Linked DNA regions of Sus scrofa: region 1 is linked to region 2. The links are chromatin contacts, called in public Hi-C maps. All regions are on one chromosome and are shown on one strand. The core of a region is the stretch at or near the end of the contact, and the rest is flanking DNA. Distances in the headings are between cores, read along the strand shown.

Evidence for each region. A called contact is a pair of places that touch in the nucleus more often than the background predicts.
Region 1: a contact with region 2 is called in a Hi-C map of liver, with 7 times the contacts expected there. The contact joins the promoter of MTMR2 here to the promoter of CEP57 in region 2. A contact is called at or near these places in 2 of 47 Hi-C or Micro-C datasets (heart right ventricle and liver) and 1 of 2 datasets of contacts at active chromatin or transcription factors (alveolar macrophages).

Annotation. Positions count from the first base shown.
Region 1 is chr9:27,972,559-27,976,073 of Sscrofa11.1, reverse strand. MTMR2 (myotubularin-related protein 2) reads left to right here and starts at 1,626. Exons shown (of 16, transcript XM_003357252.4): 1 at 1,626-1,941.
Region 2 is chr9:27,811,049-27,814,344 of Sscrofa11.1, reverse strand. CEP57 (centrosomal protein of 57 kDa) reads right to left here and starts at 1,401. Exons shown (of 12, transcript XM_021062690.1): 1 at 1,158-1,401. It overlaps FAM76B (protein FAM76B), which reads left to right and starts at 927. Exons shown (of 11, transcript XR_001298742.2): 1 at 927-2,521.

The DNA.
Region 1 (3,515 bases), core at 377-2,876, 160 kb before region 2:
TATAGCATAATAGGATCTGAGAGCAACGGATCCATTTACCGAACCTACTGTGCAACCAACTCTGTGTAGAGGAAAAAAAAAAAAAACATTATATGGGTATTTTAATTCCTATTTTAGAAATGAGAAAACTAAGTCTTGGAGAAGCAATGAAATCAAAATCATAGAGCAGGTATGTGAAAGAATCAGGATTCCATTTCAGATTTGTCTGGTTTCGAAGTCTTTACACTTAACATTATTGTTCTTTATTAATCATCAAATAAACACATACACAAACTATTATACTATCAGGCAGATGGTTTCAAGCGCTCTGTGAAGGCAATGCTGCTAGAAATTAACTGAGTAGTAGAAAGAATATGGGTCTACTATTTAAGGATTTAAGTCCTTACCAAATTTAGCTTGGAAAAATCTATGTCAAGGTATAATGTGACAGTGAGCCAGCATTTTGGAGGGTAAGTAGGGGTGGAGAAGCAATAAGCAGATTCTTTTATGACTCATTGTAGATGTTTATGCTTGTTAAGAATTCTCAAACACCTCTTCTCTTTGCCTATCAGTTAAGGTTAAGAAATACAATTAAGATCTCTTTACAAATGAGATCTCTTTACAAATGCCATCCTGTCCCTGCCAAGCTGGAAGAGAAAGGCCAAGTCTTTTTGCTTAAATGTATGTTCATTCATATTAATAAACACCCTAGTTTATGTGGAACACAACCAGGCTGGTGGTTTTTCAGGGGAATGTACTCGCAAATTCGTATTTCACTGGCCCTACACTTCAAGATTTTCTTAAAAACATTAGTTGTCAGTATACATTAAATCTAGTTTAAATCAACATAATGCCATTTATCTTAGCAGGGAACTGTTTTGTTTATAAAATGACTGGCTAAATTTTTACAAAAATAATCTTCGCATATTTTTATACCATATACGTCAGGTGATGGAGACTCAGTCTCAATCAACAAAATTCTTTTTGGTATCCTTTCTATGTCCTTCCTTTATCCTCTGTAACAGAAAATTACCAGCAGAAGCATTTCCCCTTCACCCAGTTCCTGTTCTCTTATCACAGTTCTATTACTCTCCCCTCCCTTCCTGCCCTGCCTGGGAATTTGAGAGGGCAGGGAAAGATCCCTACAAGTTTGCCCTCTATCCGACACCACTGCACCCAGTGGTATATGTGTCTAATTTTTTGGTACATTTAACAATTCCCTCCCCATTTCCTCTTCCCATACCTTTCTGTGTGGACAATGGATTAATTCCAAAGTGATTTTTTCCTTCAGATACTTCTAGATCACACAGACTTCAATTCAAATCACAGCAGGGCTTAAAGTTTCAGCTTCTTTTCTAGTGCCCTCTCTACAATGCTGGCTCAGGGATGCAATGGAAATAGAACGATGAGCATTAACTTTTTCCCCTACTTGTCATATATTTCACATTACCCTCTCACATCAATCACGTCTTACTTCTCTGCCCCCTGCCTATAGCTTCCCTGCCTACAGCTACCGTTTTTGAAGTGGTGCTACAAACTGTTTATACATATTAGTCCATTCCATCCAGTAACAACTCTTACGAAGTAGGTAGTGATATTAGCAGCTCATCTCCTTCACCTGCCTTTCCCCCCCGCCCCGTTACTGCGCAAGTGCGCGAGCCGCGTCAAAGCAGTCGACCGAGGGGCGCCGCGGGGTCCGCCGGCTCCCCGGCAGCCCCCGCGCGCGGTGCAGGCTGGGGGAACATGGCCGCTTCCGGTCTCCCTCCCGGGCCGGCGCGGGCCTGACCGCGGTCCTTCCCCGACGCACTCCACCCTCCGCTCCTTCTGCCCGGTAGCCGAGAAGGTCGCTGCAGCTTTTTCCTCCCGCTATCCCCGCCGAGCCATGGAGAAAAGCTCGAGCTGCGAGAGTCTTGGCTCCCAGCCGGTGGTAGCACGGCCGCCCAGCGTGGATTCCCTGTCCAGGTAACCGGGACGCCCAGGGCCCCGCCTAGCGTCCGAGGGGGATGGAGAGGGGCCGGGGATCTGCTGGATGGTACCCCAATTCTGGATTCTGGTTCAAGAAGGCTGCGCCGGAATTCCTTTCCTAGGACTGGAAACCGCTTCTTCCTCCCTCACTGGGGGTTGGAGACTGGGAAAGAGGAGATTAAAACTCATTGCTTCTTTATCAGTCCCACCCCCATATTCTCATGTCGTTTTATTCGCAGTTGCAGGAGCCATTCCTTTGCTTTCTCTGATCGCTTATTGCCTCTAAATTCATTTCTTGGAACAGCCCTTCCCCCAGCTCTCTCCCCTTTTCCCTCATTTCCTCCCTGCCTTTTTTTTTTTTTTTTTCGTCTCTTGACCACTCTTTCCAGAACCAGCCTTTAGTTTTTCTTTCATCCGTCGTTTGGTTTTTGGGTTCTTTCTCACCTTTTCCTCACTTTCCCTTCTCTTATTTTATTTTATTTTTTTTACAGTTTTCCTTACACTCCAATCTCCATCCCCCCAACTTTGTTTTAAATGTAAGTAAAAATGCCCCACCGCTGTGCGTTTCTGGTCTAAATCTTACAGCTGAAAGTCATTATTCCTGATTAACTGATGAGTGGTAGTTTTCTCCCTTCTTGGGCCATCGGTTCTCCAGGTTATTTCTCATGTACTAAATGGGATTTTTTTCCCCTGGAATTTTGAGCAGAATTTTAGTATGCAGCTTCGCAGGGAGCTGTCGTAAATGTTACATATGTATGTTTCTGATGCAGTTTTTTTCTTTGGGTTTTCAGATTGTGATTTAAAATTTTATTAGGAAATTAAAAAGATTTGTAATTGTTATATAGCCGCAATGAAATCAAATTATTTTCAAGAAATAGTTATTAGAGAGTTACTAAGCCATTGTGTGAAAACATAATTTTCTTTTTTTTCCTTGTGAGTTGAAGTTGTTGTGTCTCATAATTCATTTTGGACTCTGCTAAACCTGCGTGATACTACCACTTTTTTTTCCTGTTGCTGTTCAGGAACTCATAAGCTGGTCCCACCATTCTAAATTAGATTCTTTTCCTATACTGGTTAATAGCAACCTGCCCAGCTATCTTTCAGCGTCCTTAACAAGCAGAGTGTAATTGCTGGTTTAATTGTCTTCTCTATTAGGCTATAAACTACTGAGGATGAGGAGTATATCTTATTTATCTTCATATCACCAGCATTTAACAGAGACCCTGTCTGTCAGAGATGCTTATTAAATGCATTTTTGAATTTGTAGATTGAATACCCAGGAGAGAAAAATTTTTCTTTGTGTGATTATGTATAGTGTATACTTGTTTCAAGTATTTTTCAGGTTTATGTTTATTACTATGAAATCTAGAAAGCTGGGGATTATACTCAGCTGTCAAATCATTCAGGAAACAGGTTGGAAAATTATAATTTTATGGGAAAGTTACAAATGACAACTGTGGCTCAGGATAGAATGTAAAGACAAATGTGGCAACTAGTAATCTCATCCAAGTGAGAGGATTTGGAACCACAGGAGGCAGCATAGTCTTGTTAGAAAGTGCTAAGTCAGGCTC
Region 2 (3,296 bases), core at 152-2,651:
GTTTACGACATTACCTTACTACCTTACCGTGATATTCTCCTGCCTTCTCCCCTCACCATCCCTCTCTTATTTTAATCTATTTTTACAATTCTTCCTAAGGGACTCTACACCCACACTACCTCTCTGCTCATTCCAAATTTTTTTCAAGGTTTCTGGAAGCACCTATTGTCTTGGCACATATTCCAAAATGCCTGTGGTGCTTTGTTCTCCTTCCTTTTCTGTTCCTGGGACAAGCATTTGCGAATCCTTCACCACCCAACTAGCTCTCTCTCTTCTCTCCCCAAGCAGTGCTCATCACCCTTGGCTCGGTTTTTCCAGCATGGTGGCACTTATGAAACAATACTGTGTATTAATCTAACTACGTGTAGATTCCTTCAGTGTTTGCTCCTTCAGAGGGATTCTGCTGTATTCATCTGTGCAATCCTAGAGCCTTTTAAAAGTACGCCAGACACTCAGCATTTGCTGCATGAAGAGATAATGGCTCTAACTTGAGCTTCTTCACATTCACATTCACTTCCCATCTATTCCCAGAGCGGCGGGTACCAGCCCAATTCAACAAAATACTAGTAACAGGCTTGTGGCTCTTGCGGAGGCCAAAACAATATTTAAGATCAGCTCCTCCGGTCGCCTCTCTAAAACGACCTTTACACAGAGGTCATCGGAATAAGGAGGCGGTGGGATGAATGCAGAAGGAAGAACAAAAGGGAGGGAGTACTGCTGGCAAAGCAATCAGCAGAAGCACTGGAGACTGGATTATTCAACAGCTGCCAATTAAGGCAACTAGAGCGCCTACCTGGTCTCGGAGCGCTTTCAAGCCTGGCCGTTACACCCACGTGACCCAGGAGCCCAGCTTTCGCAGCACGGGGTGCGTTGGGTAACCATCCCTGCGGGTCCCAGCAATGAACGGCCACCTGGGCGGTAAGCAGAAAGGGGCAGGGGGGAGAGACCCGCCGGCCGGCCGGCCGGCCGCTTTCAATGAACGGTGCAGCCCAGGCAGAAAAGCGGTGGGCGCCGAGGTAGCCCGGGGAGATGTAGGCGCCCCGCGCCGTTCCCCAGAACGGGTAAGATGCTGAGCCGACATCGCTCTGAAGGGTGAGGAAGAGCAAAGGGGCGCCAAGACCGAGACGGGACCTATTCGAACGTCCACCGCTTCTTACCGAGAATTGAGAAGCCGAAGTCTCAGAGACCGACGCTGCCGCCATCTTCGTGCCTGCCTAGCGGACCTCTGCAGTCCCGGAGCGGCCCGGGTGCGCGCGCTGTTCTTCAAGCTTCGAGAGCCGCCCGCCAGGGACGACCCTAAGCCAAACCCCTGATGGAAGGGGCTGGGGTGCTGGTGCCCGGCCCGGAAACCCCTGCCACACACCCCCACTTGGACGCCCGCGCTCTGGAGTGCACACGGAAAGGGCAACACGTCCTAACGGACGCCCTGGTCAGCCAATCAAAAAGGCGAACGTCTTCAGGTGGTAGGAGAATCCGCCCCTTCCCTCGGTGACGTCACAAGGTAGCGCGTCGCAAGGGCTGCGCGGGCGCGTAGCGCCGAGGGTTCCCAGGCCCTTCTGACGGGGTTTTGCATAGGAACGGACTTTCTCGAGGGAAATAGATGGGCGAGGGGTTGTGTTGTTTCATTGGCAACCGAATACAATGACTGAAATAAAAGCGAACGCGAAATTCAAACACTCCATGTCTTCCCTTGGATTAAAGGCCAGAGAGAGCGTGAGTTTCACTCGGGGACGCCTCTCCAGGTGAAGTACTCACCTTTCGGCCAATTAAAAATAGAATTGGGAGGGGCTTAAAAATTTGGTCCAATGGAAGTCAAGGAAAAAAAAAGAATAGGGGCAGAGAGTAAACCTTAGCAAACAACTGCCCAATTGGATTGGGAAACTCCCAACCAAACCTGGGACTGGCTGCTAGAAATAGTCGCCACCGGGACCTTTGGGCGGGGCAAGTTTAAAGTGGATTTCGCGCGCTGAAAGCGTCGCGCTATTATTGGCCAGCGACTTCCTCCCTTTGTGGGAGCTCCCAGCGTAGCGGGGGTTAGGCCTTGGGCGGAGCGGCCTGGTGACGCTGTAGCCTTCCCAGCCAATCAGGGGTGAGAAAGGGAAGCCTAGGAGGAAGCGGATCCGCTGCCGCGCTGCTAAACCGCAGCGAACTATCCTCTTCGTCTTCCTCCGCCGCTCTCGGGCCTAAGCGGGAGCGGCCGGGACGGCGTCACTGGGTGGGCTGGGGCGGAAGTGGAGGCGGAGGGAGACGGCGGCGGCCGCAGGGCCTTGGGCTCTCGCGGCGAGGGCCTGGTGGGCGCGAGGCAGGGGGAGGGGGAGGAGGAGGAGCCCGCAGCCCAAGCGGCAGTGGCGGCAGCGGTGGCTGCGGCGCCCGAGTTTCCCGTAGGGCTCCGCCTCGGAGCGGGCGGCGGTGGAGGAGGAGACTGAGGAGCAGGATGGCGGCCTCGGCCCTGTACGCCTGCACCAAGTGCACCCAGCGCTATCCCTTCGAGGAGCTCTCCCAGGGCCAGCAGCTCTGCAAGGTCCGTGGGCGCTGGGCGGCGGGCGGGCGGGGTTTCCTCGGCGGTAGCCCGAGCGATCTGGGTGCCCGTTGCATTGCAGCCCCTCTCTTTTCGCCGGCGCCTGGGATTTGGAGCCCTCGCCTCCTCACCCAGAGACCCGGTTATCCTAGAACCTGGGCATCAGCTGGGAAAGCCCCCGAGAGGACAGAATCCTACCCTCTTCCAGGAGGCCCAGAGGGTGCCGTGCGCCAGCAATGTTGAGGGGTCTTAGGGGTGGGGCTGAGTGAGGCAGCCACCTGTCTATGCCGCAGAGACCCCGGGGTGGAGATGTTTTCATCTCGGTTTTCTTCCTGGTTTGTCCTGTTCTTCCAACGGGAGGCAGGGGACGGTGTTTGCACTTTCTTGCTAGGAACCTGAAGCCGCAAAGCTGATGGCATCCTTCTTCCCTGTCCAGGAAAGCGAAGCGTCTGGCTTGGGAACAGAATGCTCTAAGATTTGGAGCTCCTCCCATCCCATTAAAGCCGGGATGCTGTCTGTGAGCAACGGTGCACAATAATAAGTAGTTTCACATTTAACCAATCCTTGGGATCGGCTTTGACAGCTTTCTTAATTTATCTGTAGCGCGTACCCCTCACATCTAATAAAGACAAAGACATCTATGCCTTCCCTAAGGAATTATGCTGTAATTGACCACTTATTTGGTAAATCACTTAATTGTCTACGTTGGGGGACAGATTGTATTGATGTTTTAGGCATTTGACTAGAATGGGTAAAAATTTTCCACCAGAAAAGTGAA